2 separate regions of the Danio rerio genome follow, and region 2 is linked to region 1. Evidence: chromatin contacts called from public Micro-C data. All regions are on one chromosome and are shown on one strand. Each heading gives the region's core, a stretch centred on a gene start, on an enhancer-like site or on the middle of the called end of the contact. The rest is flanking DNA. Distances are from core to core; before and after follow the strand shown.

Evidence for each region. Hi-C and Micro-C count contacts between places; a contact is called where the count stands out from the background.
Region 2: a Micro-C map of caudal fin shows a contact between it and region 1, with 4 times the contacts expected there. The contact joins the promoter of stx5al here to the promoter of eif4ebp3 in region 1. A contact is called at or near these places in 2 of 18 Hi-C or Micro-C datasets (caudal fin and embryo) and 2 of 4 datasets of contacts at active chromatin or transcription factors (embryo and gastrula embryo).

The regions. Positions count from the first base shown.
Region 1 is chr21:29,493,141-29,500,406 of GRCz12tu, forward strand. It overlaps eif4ebp3 (eukaryotic translation initiation factor 4E binding protein 3), which reads right to left and starts at 2,656. Exons shown (of 3, transcript NM_001007354.2): 1 at 2,466-2,656; 2 at 1,258-1,410. The coding sequence starts at 2,595. ankhd1 (ankyrin repeat and KH domain containing 1) reads right to left here. Exons shown (of 35, transcript NM_001199768.1): 33 at 6,625-6,803; 34 at 5,095-5,259; 35 at 4,424-5,010. The coding sequence ends at 4,951.
Region 2 is chr21:29,622,967-29,630,334 of GRCz12tu, forward strand. stx5al (syntaxin 5A, like) reads left to right here and starts at 3,051. Exons shown (of 12, transcript NM_199630.2): 1 at 3,051-3,496; 2 at 5,212-5,299. It also overlaps a transcript of rce1b not described here.

The DNA.
Region 1 (7,266 bases), core at 1,406-3,905:
CGCATTTCCAGAAATTGTTTGCGTTATTAGAAAATGCAGTGCGTTACTGTAAATTGCGTTGTGAGAAAAAGTAAAGCGTTTACGTAAATTGTTTGCTTTGTGGAAAAATGCAGCACATTTTTAAAAAATTGTGAGAATTTGCAGCCCCCCACAAATAGTTTTTTTTTTTTTGCATTTTGTTTTTTACTTTTTTTTTTGGATAAAATGTGTAGCATATTTCTAGTGCAAGATAAAATATTACACCAAAGATAAAACCAATGATTTATAAGTAAACATTTCTCTGATGTTTACAGCATCCTGCATTCTCTTTCTCATGACCACTTTTTTTGCCATTGTCTCATTTACTGTACATAAATTCCCATGTGGGTCTTGCTCTGTCACATGCAGTGCATACTATACACAACAGTGATGTGACATTCATGTAGTTGATGACTTAAACGAAGTCAATCAGAAACATGATTAAACCTGTTCCACAGGTTTAGCTCAACACTGCAGCTTTGTAAATGAAAAATTATATACATTGCGCTAGGGCTGGGCCGATAAACCATATTATATTGAATTGCGATAAAATTAATGTCAATAACAATGATAAGCTCTGGACCTTTTTTTTACTTCATATTGATCTAAGAGCTTTCCTCCGGGTGCTCTGTTTCCCCCACAAGTCCAAAGTCATGTGGTACATGCGAATTGGGTAAGCAAAATTGTCAGTAGTGTACGAGTATGAATGGGTGTGTATGGATGTTTCCTAGTGATGGGTTGCAGCTGGTAGGGCATCCGCTGTGTAAAACATACTGTATGCTGGATAAGTTGGTAGTTTATTTTGCTGTGGCGACCACAGATTAATAAAGGGACCAAGCCGAAAAGAAAATAACTGAACGAATGATCCAACAGCCAATCACAAAGCAGAAATGTGCAACAATGAGAATCTGGAAGAGTGTTTAATATTAGAGATGCACCAAATTTTTGGCCACTGAAAATTTATCGGCCGAAGATATGTTACGCCAGTTAATGGACTCTCTAATTTTTGCAGATTCAGTCAATGTTGAGGTACTCTTTTAAATCGGGAAACATTAACAACTGATATCGAATTAAATATAATTATCGTTCAATATGGAAAATAATTATCGAGATTGCATTTTTGCCATATCACCCAGTCCTAAATAAACAACGTGAGAGAATGTTAGATAGGACAGTACAAGACTGAATGTTCTTCTTAGGTGGAAAAAAACAAACTAATGCAAGTGATGCGTCTCTTACTTGACAGATCTTTGCTGTCCTCCTCTTGCTCTATTATTTGCAGTGAGGGTCTGGTGACTCCTGGGATGTCCGGGAGGCAGCAGGGTGGGGTGCGAGCGATTGGAGAGTTTCGACATTCCAGCAGAAACTTTCGATCATAGATAATCCGAGTTCCTGCAGGGAAGATATCAATATTGGTTTAAGGGAAAAGAAAAAAAATGTTGGCACAAGCTGAAAGCATTTTTGCTTCGAGAAACGAGCTTCCTGTTGAGTTCAGCTCCATCTCTAAATACAGAAAAACATGTTGTGTCATCCAAGTAAATGTAAAGTTTGTCTAATGGAAATACATGCAAGCAGTGATTAAAACAAGGCGTCCCTGTTTAGATGTCCTGTAGTAACCCAAGGAGCGAGGAAATTGAGCAACATCGCCCTTTCTGCATAAAGAACCAGTGAAATTGGACTGCCTGAGGGTTGGCTTGATATGAAAAAATCCAAAACATGAACTCAAATCGGAAGGCTTACAAAATGAGTTATAGCAGGGTATCTTTTTAAATCAATATGATCTGCATGATTATGATTGTGCCTGAGATATGGTCACAGCTGACAGGTTTATATGAATAAATTGTGCTGTAACAAACTAAACCAACTTTGCAGTCACATTTCTCCATGTGAGTTTTCCCATGTGATCAGTATTGAATCTGGGTGTTAAGTTATAGTTTATAAATGTGTTTTAAGTTCAAGAAAGTCTATTAACATTCCTTTATTTATATTTTAATTTTTAAACTGTCTCCTGAATTTGCTGTACATATATTTAAACAAAAGGTTAGTGCAATTTAAAAAAGGTGGACAAAAGTTATAGATAACGTTAAGGTCCAGAAAACATTTCTATTTATCAAATTTCGTAAATTATCATAAACAACTATCTATTTTACGACGCAATTGTTCAGTTTTAGACAGTATAGTAAAGAGATAAAATGTGGTTTAAACCTATTGCAAAAGTGCTTTGAAGCACAAGTGCATCGGTGAGAAAAAAATTAATCGATTTGTCACTGCTCACAGGACTGTTTAAGTTGTAAACAGCGCATAGCCTGCGGCATATGATTGCGCAGTCGAGCTCACGTCATACAAAAACAAAGCGTGCACGGGTAACTTACGCAGAGAAACTTGCACAAAACTAAACCACTCGTCTAGTACAATACACTTATGATACACGAGGTCAAATAACTCACCGCCGGGGGTTGTTGAAAACACAGTTCCTCCTGGTGTCTGACTGTAACTGTCCGGAAGCGGAGACCAGCTCTTCTCATGAATGGAGCGGCTTGGGATCGGGCAGGTCGACGAAGCTTCACTGTTTGACATGATTTGTTTAAAGTTAGCGAGTCTTTCACGTACACACAGCAAAGTCTCGGTTCATTTACTAGGAGCGCTGCGTGTTTCTGTCCTCCACATGTTTATTGAGAGGGGGGGCGGAGATTTGTCACGTGACATATTCGGCCAATCAGAAACAACAATCACACTCCGTACTAACAGCGCTGAGGCCCTCGATAAGGAGCAAGCGCTTAGCCATTTCACGGAATGCAAGCTCCATGAACTGCACGAGTCAGTCGGAGCGAGGACACGGTGAAACAAAACAACGCGTGCAGTGCGAAAAGCCTGACCTACCTGAGGAATAGTCACCTCGACTTGACCCAAGGTTTCACTCCCTGAACTGGCTGCACATCTGGACATTTTCTGCATGAAAGACATGAGCTGTGCTGTATCACGCTTAGATGTGCTGCCTATATTTGTTGGCACCTTAACCATTTTAAAAGCCCGAAATTGAAGAAAAAACACCCTTTACGTGTCCCCATTGAATGCATATAAAGTGAAAAAGGGACATGTGTTTTTGACCTTGTGTTTGTTTGGGCTAAAATTTTTAATTGAGCAAATCTAAATGTTTGCTGGGTATAATGCTTTATAAACACATCAACTATAACACAATAATTATAATTATTCATTTTTTTTCTCTTCACTTTTGTCAATTGGTGAAGCTTGTATTTTGCCAGTGTGGCCACTGGCTTGCTTGGTTTGGGATGTGTGGAGATGCACATTGATGGATTTGCTCTTCAGTATTTGGACATTCAGCAGTGAAATTTAAATTACACTGAACTGAACTTAAACTCCGAAAACTGGACTGACATTGTTTTAATTTACTAGAACTTCTATGTAAAGCTGTTTTGACACAATCTACATTGTAAAAGCCCTATAGAAATAAACATGAATTGAATTGAATCATGAAATAGAATTCATACATTGCATGTAAGATTTCCCCCCTAAGACTAGCACATTATAAATTTAGGAGGATTTAAAAATAAACTATCCAAATGATACTGGCATGCTTCAAACAATTCACACATTTCACAAATTATGGAATGTAGTTAACAAAGAAATGTGCTTAAATATACTTTATATTTTGTAATCACAAAAGTTACTCCAAACAATGTTTACCAAGCTGTTTTAAAATTGGAAACGTTCAAAAAAAAAACCCATTTATTTTAGTATTCTTTACACAGAAATAAAATTCATAATGTACAAAAGCTAATCTTACTACCCCTGAGACCCAGCATTGTAAAACTACAACACTGCCATACGCTCAAAATGTAGTATAATCAAAGCATTCAACACTGCCTTCACATCTGCATCTAGATATTGGACTAATCAAAGAAGTTTCTAGAAACTTGTTACCTAAGTGCTGATTTATCTAGTTTAATGAAACAAAATGATGTTTTAATGCAAGTTCTCAGGTTGTGTGAGTTCATGGCCCATTAACTAAATCATTTATCCAATGATAGAATAAATCTACTATCCCATAGCATTGCAATAGGACTTTTTATTTGTGTAAAACTGGTCTTAGAGAGAAAAAAGGTTTAAAGAGTTTAAATAAGTACAGCTAAAACGGATGTTGTAATATTACAGGTTAAAGTTTAAATTCCTGGTAGGTCATCCTGACATTATGGTCAGACTTTCAGAACACAGAGAAATGTGCAAACATGTCCATTTACATGCCAAAATAATGTCTTAGAGAAGTTAGAAATCAAACTAGTCCTAGTACAGTGTGTGCCTTAATGTACCAGCGTGCCTTATTTTAAAAACATAACAGGCAACTAGTATCATAAACTCAACGGACTGAAATAACTTTCACACCAGATACATTTCCAACTTTTTATTGAATATTAAGGTAAATATTTCACATTAATACAAGCTACATAAAGTAGAGCCACTATACGACATGAAATTTACTCTCATTTTTAACCCTTTTTTCAGTATGTAAACAATTATACAGGTATTTACCACTCTAAAAGGTCTGATTTCATTCTTTACGCAATCATCTAGGTCTTGGCCAAGTATAAATAGCGCACTGTCCTATTGAGCCCTGCCGACCAAGAACACTTTTACGTGGGGCTTATATGTCAAAATGGCTATACTACTCAGTATGTATCCTGTTGAACAGGCAATCGATTTGTTCATAGACCGTGGTAAACACGTTAAATCCCACACTGGATTCTTTCTTTTTAGTTAGGCACATCGAGGGTGTCCGTCTCTCAAATTTCTGAACTTGTTTTAACATTTTTGGGGGGACACATCTAGGTTAATACCACGTCTCAGTAATTAGGTAATTATCTTGTTCTTTTTAACGTGTTTCTTGTTACTGCTCCTAGGCCTCTCGATCACAGTTTAGTTGACATGATTCAGATGCACATTTCCCACATGTGGAGCCCAAGTGCCTGGCCATACCTGCAACAACAAGATCGCAAGAGTCAGGACAACAAAAAAGCAGCTTCTAATTTATAAGCTCTTTCAGTCGGGGTTGGCAACTACCTGCTGTGGGTCTGCGTTCTCAGCAGAGTTGGGTACAACCTTTAGGATGGGGTTCCAGGCAGGGTCAGAAGTGTGAAGACCGTTGTAGACAGGGCCTCCAGGACCCTCCGCCATCTGAGGGTGAGGAGGGATCATCGTGCCACCGTACATTGACATTGGCAGCCCCTGAAGAGTTCACAAAACACAAGAGTTGCTGTGGAGGTACAAACTGAAATTGCCCTTTTTGTGCAGAACTAATGGAGGGTTCAGACTGCACTTGAATTGCATTCGGCGACAAATTGCAAAATCAGCCAATGCAAGAGCACTATACAGGGTAGTGGGAGGTTTGGGGAGGAATTATATTATGTATCAGACATACACTGCTTTAAATTTGATGTCAATCCATTTGCCCAAATCCCTTTAAAGGAGTGAGGAATTCGAATAGATAAAGAGAATCTAAAGTATCTGCTGGTTGACACCCACTAAAAAAATGTGGCATGAGGAGAAAAAAATGTACTTTCTACTTGTTTTTTTTTTTAGTTTTTTGGATACTTTATCATGGTCAAACAATGTAAATGGCTTAAAATCCTATAGGTATTTTGTCTACAAAGTATAACGTTCACTTGTAATTATTAAAGTATTCAAGTCTGTCAGTTGAAACAATTTATTTATTTTTTGCTAATCTTAGCCAATTGTAATTGTTTGTTTTGGTTCAATTAGAGATTTCCACAACAAATGTAGAGCCCCAGGAACCAAAAAGAGGCTGAGTTGGCATTTAATCTTTTATAATGAGTTTTACTAGATGTTGGGAGGGCAGAAATTAGCTTTTTTTCCTAAATCTTTTCCCTCAAAATGATTGTATTTTTAATCATTAATTACACCTGGCATAATGTTCTGTCTTTTTGCACACTGTTCATGTACCAGTTGTAATGTTCTATGTGAAGTTATGCATGTTGATATATGATGGGTGGGTGGGCGTAGAGAAAGACACCAAACTTCCCTGCACAATGAAGTATGGGGCTCTATAGTATCCAACAGTTGTACCCCTCAAAATCATTTATTCTGTTTGGAACGACATTTCAATTTGGAGGCCATGATTGTTTTGATTGTCATGAAGTGCCCTTCTGAGGGTTATATATATACCATTCGAAACACACAGAGAGAGTTGTTGGCAGACCTCCTAGTTTTTCACAATTTCTTGTGTGATTTTTTTGCGATAAAAATTATAAATAATTTGTGGTAGTAATTCCCAGAAATTTGCAGACAATTTTGTAATTAAAACATATTTAAATATTAAAAACATTTATAATATAAAAATGTGTATATATACAGTATATATATATATATATATATATATATATATATATATATATATATATATATATATATATATATATATATATATATATATAAATAATATTTAGCATATTAGGTAGCCTACATTGTTGTTAGGTGTGCAATTTGATACAATGGCAATGACACAATGCATAAAATTTTTTGTTTGGACTGTTTTGGACTGTTTTGTTTTGGACATCACTGTTCTGTGTGTACCTTTGGAAAATCCATGAAGTTGGTGGGCAAAGGTTGATGGAAAGTATTAGATGGAGCCACAATCCCAGTGTCATCTCGTTCCATAGCCTGGTGTTGAGAGAAGGCTGAAGGCTCCTGCATCTGCTGGTGCATCACTGGCCCTCCTCCCATCAGGGGTTGTGACCAGCCGGACATCGTCTCTGCAAAGAACAAAAACAGACATATTAAAGTTTAAGTTAGTTTATTTATTGCCACATCAGCAACTTATGGCTATTTTATGCTAAGATCAACATCTAGATAAAACATTTTACATAACTTCAGATTTCAATAAGACATGACACAACATAAATAAATACATATAAATAAATAGAAATAAGAAACACATTTAAAACATTAGATATGATTTTTTAACTTCAATCAATGTTTGATAAATAACTCTTTAGGGCATACATTTTAAAAACATCCAAAGCATTGAGTACAAAAATCTTGTCTAGAAGTCTTTAAAACTTCACATTCTAAGAAAATGTTTTATGGTGAGAGAGAGGCTTGACTGTGATTTTACACTGATGGTATGTCAAAAATTAAATGTAAAAATTGTATTAGATATATGCTTGAGTTGATCTCTTGCAATTTATTATCCGGTTGTTTGCAGTATAAATACAT
Region 2 (7,368 bases), core at 1,801-4,300, 130 kb after region 1:
TCACTATCATGTTTTAATGTAAATGAAAAGCAGCTTGAAGCTAAAAGTATGAGCAGAGTTACTCATGAACTGCATGCCTATTGGTAACATTTAAGATTAGAGAGCTCTTTAATATGAATTCTATGGGAATTACTATCAGAAAGCTCCGTAATACAAATCTTAATGTCTGGGTAAATTAAATTATTACTTGAAAAATTAAAAACAGAGACTTTTTACTAGTAAAAAGTACATTTTAGAGCTCTGTTATTGCTTTTCTTTACCAAAATGAATTGAATTAGAGTGTTCTTTTATTACAAGTAGCAGTAATAAAGGAGGGGTCTCTAACCTGAATCAATGCAAGTCAAATTTAATTGTATATCCGTTTAATCAGGATTCTTAGTAAAGATTCAATTATAGAGATCTATAATTAAACATTAATGGAAATGAATGGTTACATGACTAGTAAACAAAATAATTTTAAACTGGAATTGTTTAATTTAGAGATCTCTTTAATTGTAATTGTTAAGAACTGATTAGATAGGCTTTCTAATAGGAATTGATAAGAGTAATCATTTAATAGTAGATCCCTGTAATGAATTTGTAACTAAAAATGCATTTGTAACAAATAACTTTGTAAGATTTTAAGCTTAAATGGCTTGCCATATGCTGTGTGTAGCCATATGCTGTTCATAGGAGTCGCAATACCAATGGAAAAAACCCTTCCTATGGGTTAAAATCCAATGGAACAAATATTGTCAACATGGAAAGGCTGATAGCTTTATATTTGCATGTTATTTTTAAATGTAACTACACTGTAAAAATATGTAAACAATTAGTCATGACAGCATATGTTTTTAGTACATTGAAACTTATTAAACAATGCTATATTCTAACTTAATTTTTAAGTTATGCAAGCACTTTTAAGTCAGTTTAACAAAATAAGCTCAATAGATTCATGAGATTAATCTGATTCAGCTTTAAATTTTGAGGCAACCAGGATTTGTGTACAGTTTATTAATTACCATTGTTATCTTTACCTTCCCCTCATCAAAACATTCAAAATATGTACGTTTGGTGTGCCACCAGGAACAGAGTTGGGAAACACTGTTCTAAGTCATCGATTTCTCTCTTTTATGCTGAAGCTCTACATGAGCACCCTTTGCAAGCCTCGTGAAACACTGGTTAAAGTTGAAGACGAGTTCTCTGAGGTGATACTGGGTCATGTTGTGCCCTCATGTGTCCCTCTACAGCGCTGTGGGGGATGCTGTTCAGATGAGGCTATGGTGTGTGTGAATGTGGCCAAACACACCACCATAATTCCGGTAGTCAACACAAGCTAGTGTATAGGGATATGTTTAATTCAGCATATAACAGCGTTTCCTTTCCTCGTGTTTTGTCTTGTCTTGTTTTCTCATGTTTTGTCTTTTTTCGTTTTTTGTTTTGCTTCAACAAAACGACAGTTACAGCAGTATGCCACAGATTCGGAGGGGAATATGGCCGGGAGCATCATCGAGCTGCCGTTTGTTGAACACAGCCAGTGTCAGTGCAGGTAATGGACAATTTTATGCCTTTATCAGATGTATTGATTGCCATTAAGAGTTTTGACGAACTTAAACGGTCATAGAACGTCCCTAAAATCATGTATAATGTTCTTTCTTCTCATGAGTAGTAATAAATAATACTATTATTCTTTCCTCCTAACAGGTTCAGAGACTAGTTCTGATGAAACAGCTTATCTACATACAAGTTTTTCAGTGTTATTTAAGGAATTATTTAATATTTGTATTATGAATGTATAATTGACAGCATTATTGAGACCCCAGATTAATAAATGGAATAAGCCGAAAAGATAATGAATGAATGAATATTGAGATTATGTGTAAACAGTTTTCTTTGTTCTGTTTTCATCGGAAGGGTTATGATTTTAAAGTGGATGATTTTATGAAATGTTTTATCAATGATAGTCACAGCTTTTAAGTCCATGTCCTTTAGTTAAATTATTTTTATGGTAATACAGTGAACTGTACTGCGTGCATTTTGGGAATTAAAGCAAAAGTTGTTTTATTTGTTAGAAGCTACACACAGTTGATCACCACATTTCTCTCAGTCACAAGTTTCAAAGCTATTAAGAAGAAAACTCTGTTCAGTTCAGTACATTTACTTCATTTCATTATCATTTACTTCATTATTATTAAATATGTTCTGCTAACACAATGAGGAAGGCCAACACAGGTCAAAGACACAACATCACATTTTGGTGATTGCACAAAGTTACATTTACATTAAGTGATTTTATATACACTACTTGACAAAAGTCTTGTTGCCTATCAAAGTTTTAGGAACAACATATAATAACTTGACTTCTAGTTGATCATGTGGTATCAAAAGTGGCTTAAATAAAAGGCAAAGGCCTCTAGATTACACTTATTTGACCAAAATAAAAGTCTTGTCACTTAACAGAAAGAATGTGCAGTATAGAATATAAAGTCATGGTGCAGTGGTAAAATAATTAATATTGTGTGTATGACTCTCATAAGCTTGGAGGACTGCATCCATACATCTCTGCAATGACTCAAATAACTTATTAATAAAGTCATCTAGAATGGCAAAGAAAACGTTCTTGCAGGACTTCCAGAGTTCATCAAGATCCTTTGCATTGATCTTCAATGCCTCGCCTCCTTCTTCATCTTACCCAAGAAATGCTCAATAATGTTTATGTCTGATGACTGGCCAGGCCAATCTTGGAGCACCTTAACCTGCTTTCCTTTCAGGAACTTTGATGCGGAGGCTGAAGTATGAGAAGGAGCGCTATGCTGCTGAAGAAATAACCCTTCCTTGTGGTTTGTAATGTAATGAGCAACACAAATGTCTTGATACCTCAGGCGGTTGACTCTGCAGATTTCTCGCATGCCCCCATAGTGAATGTAACCCCAAATCATGATTTTTTTTCACCAAACTTGACTGATTTCGGTGAGAATATTTGGTTCATGCGTGTTCCAATAGGTCTTCTGTAGAAGTTGTGATGATTGGGATGCGGCTCAACAGATGATTCATCTAAAAAATAAATTGACCTGCAACTTTTCCAAATGATCAACTAGAAGTCAAGTTATTATTTGTCAGATAGTGTAGATAGAAAACATTTAATGCAAGTAAAACTGACTTGTGGAAAAGAGTATGTCAAAATGGTTGAAAAAATGTTCCATCATTTAACATAACAGATGGATAATGTAATCAAAAATTATTCTGATCTGTATTTAGTATATTACAGTTTATTTATCCATTCATTTTCTTTTCGGCTTAGTCCCTTTATTAATCCGGGGTCGCCACAGTGGAATGAGCATCCAACTTATCCAGCACATGTTTTACGCAGCGGATGCCCTTCCAGCCCAGTTCACCTGTACCACATGTCTTTTACACCACGAGGAAACCCACACGAACATTGGGGAAAATGCAAAATCCACACAGAAATGCCAACTGACCCAGCCGAGGCTCGAACCAGTGACCTTCTTGCTGTGAGGTGAGCATGCTACCCTCTGCTCCACCGCATCGCTGTTTTATTTATTTTATTACAATTGAAATGAATAAAACTTGTGGTTTTTAATAATAAATGTTTAAAACATTTTATAAAGGAAATTAATTTTATTTTCATGTCATTATTATTTTATTTGTAAATAAATATTGTTGCACTGAATGCTATTTTAGTGTTTGTTCTATGCATATCATAAAATATCAAAATATTATATTAAAATAATAGTGATAAAAAAGTAATATTAAGAAAATAACGCTTTTGATTGATTTAATGCTTGAAACCCAATTTTCTTCGTTGACCCACAAGCAATTCTAATGCAAGTAAAGTGTCTATTTAATGTTTCAAATAATGTTTGTGAAAGTAGTATGTCAAAACGGGTGAAATAATGTTGCATTATTTACTACATTTTATTACAAATGAAATGAAAAAATGAATGAAACTTGGAGTTTTTAATATTAAATGGTGAAAACATTTCATAAAGGACATATAATTTATTATTTTTTTATTTTATTTGTAAATAAACATTGTTACTTTTTGTGTCAGTCTTATGTAAATCAAACTAAAATGTATTTTATTAAAATAATTGTAATAAAAATACTATGAAAAAAATAGCTTTTGATTGTTTTGATGCTTGAAACACCATTTTTTTTTTGTTGACCGCCAAGCTATTTGTTTAGCAAATTTCTTATCTTAAAAAAGATTGGTTTGACCAGGGAATTATTTTTGTTTAAGATTTACTAAATAGCAGTGATGAGATTTATATCTATCAGGACATTCTTTCTAATAATAATGATTATAATTTGATTGTGAAAAGCATCTCTAATAAACTGCTTTACTTGATGTAAATTCATGTTATTTATAACTCAGTCTTAAAGCAAATTCCAAAAACTCTACTTGGTGGTATCAGTATCCTAGATAAAAAATAAATAAATAAATGTAATACCTTCCATGTCAGAAAATGTCTAATTCAAAATAGTAGTATTTTTGAAATATTCAAAATAGCCATTTTGAAATGGAAACTATATATATTTTTTACCTTTATAGGTTATGTTCAACAAGAAAAAAATAATTTTAATTGATTTAAAATTATACATCTTAAAAAGGCATTTCACCACAATGTTCTTTTTGTTTACATCTATTTTATATACTTGTAAGTTTTCTGATTATTTTTGGAAACAGGTTTTAGGGTTGATTTTTGATTAATTTTACAATATAATTACCTTTGACGAATACATGATTCTTTTTTTTATTGTAAAATTGTGTGGCTATGATACACTCAATAATGCTTTAAAGTTGATAATTTTTCTTGGGAAGTTTCACACACACATGGCAAAATTAATGTCTATTAGTCCCTCCGTTAATTTGTTCTGTAAAGATTTAAAAATAGTTAATAATTCTTTGACCTCAATTACAAGAAACAAGAAGGCTATAAAAACCTCAAAAAACCAAATCTGTACAACCAAATAATTTAAACAGGATGGATCCCTCCATGTAGCATTTTTTATTTAATGTATGTTCTGCATCAATAAGTTTTGTATGACTGCTACATATGTTAGCGTGTAATCTTGTATACTTGTCAGTTATATGCTTCAATAAAAATATAAGAATAAAAAAATAAATGAAAAAATTCTTACCTTCATAACTTCAAGCATAGTAATCGCAGCGCCACCTTGTGTTGACTATTAACCGAATTTTCTGCAAAGGATACGTGGCAGTGACGTCAGTATGTTTGTCAAGACCCGGATATTATTTACAGCCTGCACACAGTTCAGCCATCAGAGAGGCAGAGTGGTGAGAAATGAATCTTTGTATCTTTCGTCTCACGTGCTGTCATTCAGCTTCCCATAAGTTACAACAAAGCTGCTCAATTGTTCACAAATGTTTGACGTTTTTCACAGTTTGAACGGTGTTAACATATTTACACAATCAGTTACTTAGCTTAGCAGCTAACATGAGCTGGATTTCATAAAAGATTATTGTCAAATATCGAAATAAGCAGATAACACGCCGCTCTTTTAACGAGTTCTTCTGATTTTAAAATGGCGACATTACTAAAACACAATAAACACAAATATCCAGTTATGCTCTGTTCAAAACAGCTGTCAATATTGTAATTCAATTAGTCAAAAATGACCGTAAAGAGATTTATAATGTCCTCAAGTATGTAACTAACCTCAGAATGTTACCTCAAGTGAAGTTCTTCAGAAATGTTCTCTCAGTAATGTACTCAGTAAAAAATCCTGAAAAATTAGTTTACAGCTGTTTTCAGTGCTCAAAATAAGTGTTCATATGGTTTAAATATCACAGGCACATTCCCAGTTCAGTTGTGAGATACATACAGATTAAGTTAGTTAATCTAACACCACACGTAATTATTATTATTATTTTTTGCTTTTGGTCAAAGAATAAAAGTGCATTTAGATGACCATTTTGCTGTTTGACTGATTTGGTGTGATAATATTGCATATTAGATACAACTTCACTATTAGTAAAGTTAGTAAACATTAGTTAAATCATTTACTTGCATCAATAGTGAGAAGTAATGTGTTACAGAAACTTTTATGTAAATTGTTGTATTAAATCTGAACTTTATTAGTTATAAAAAATAGTTGCCACTTTTGGATTGTGATGGGCTATTAAACTAAGATATTAAACTCACCAAATTTAAACAATGCATTATTAGTAATTTTCAATGTCTGTTTTGTTTCTATTTGCTAACAGTAATAAAATGAGCCTTATTGTGAAGTGTTTAGGAATCAGAACAATTTCAGTGCTCAACATATATGACTACACTTCTCACAAAGCACTCATTTAAATTCTATATTTTCTATAGGAAGCTTTACATTATTATATTTGTGTCACCACTGAAGCCAATTCTGGAGCTAATGTTACAAAAAAACTTATGATAATGGTCCAAAATTAGTACACCCAAACTATATGTCAGGGGGGAAATATTAAATATTAATAAAAAAAAGAGCAAAACTCAAGAGAAACTATATATATATATATATATATATATATATATATATATATATATATATATATATATATATATATATATATATAATGTTGTTGAAATTTTATAGTTTGTAATTTTTTCCTCAATATTTTGCATGAATTTAATTGTATTATCTTTCTATTTCTAAAGACGTTTGGTGACTAAAATATTATTTTAATAAATATTTGAATTTAATAAATCTGTTTTGTTCAAATGCACCAAAATATATTACCTCTGCTCAGTTTCAAACACTTTACAAAAACTGCCTTCTCGCATCTCCACAATATTGCACAGATTAGACCATTTCTCTCACTACCTGATGCAGAGAGGCTTATCCATGCCTTCATCACATCACATCTTGATATTGTAATGAACTTTTTTGGGATTTACCTACAAGTTCTCTCAGTAGATTACAGATTCCGCTGCACGGGTTTTGACACACAGATCATCACGCCACCATATTACTCATACTTCAACAACCACACTGGCTTTCTATTAAGTCACGGGTTGATTTTAAGATCGTGATTTTAACTTTCAAAGGGTGCATGGGCTAGAACGTGGTTACATTTGTGTCCTGGTGAATCTTGCTACTCCAGCCTGCAGTGTTCATTCAGCATTGGGACTTACTCTGTATCAGCCACGCTGTAAACTAAAGATGATGGGTGGTTGGGTTTTCTCATGGGGTGCGCCTAAGTAGTGGAATGCACTACCCATCAGCATTAGGAATGCCGCTTCTCTGGACTGTTTTAAGAAATTTCTTAAGACTCAACTTTTTAGCATTGCTTTTACCTTAGGACAATCATTTTGTCAACTTTTTAAATTCTATCTTATGGTTCATATTCTTATTGTTTTATTGCATCTT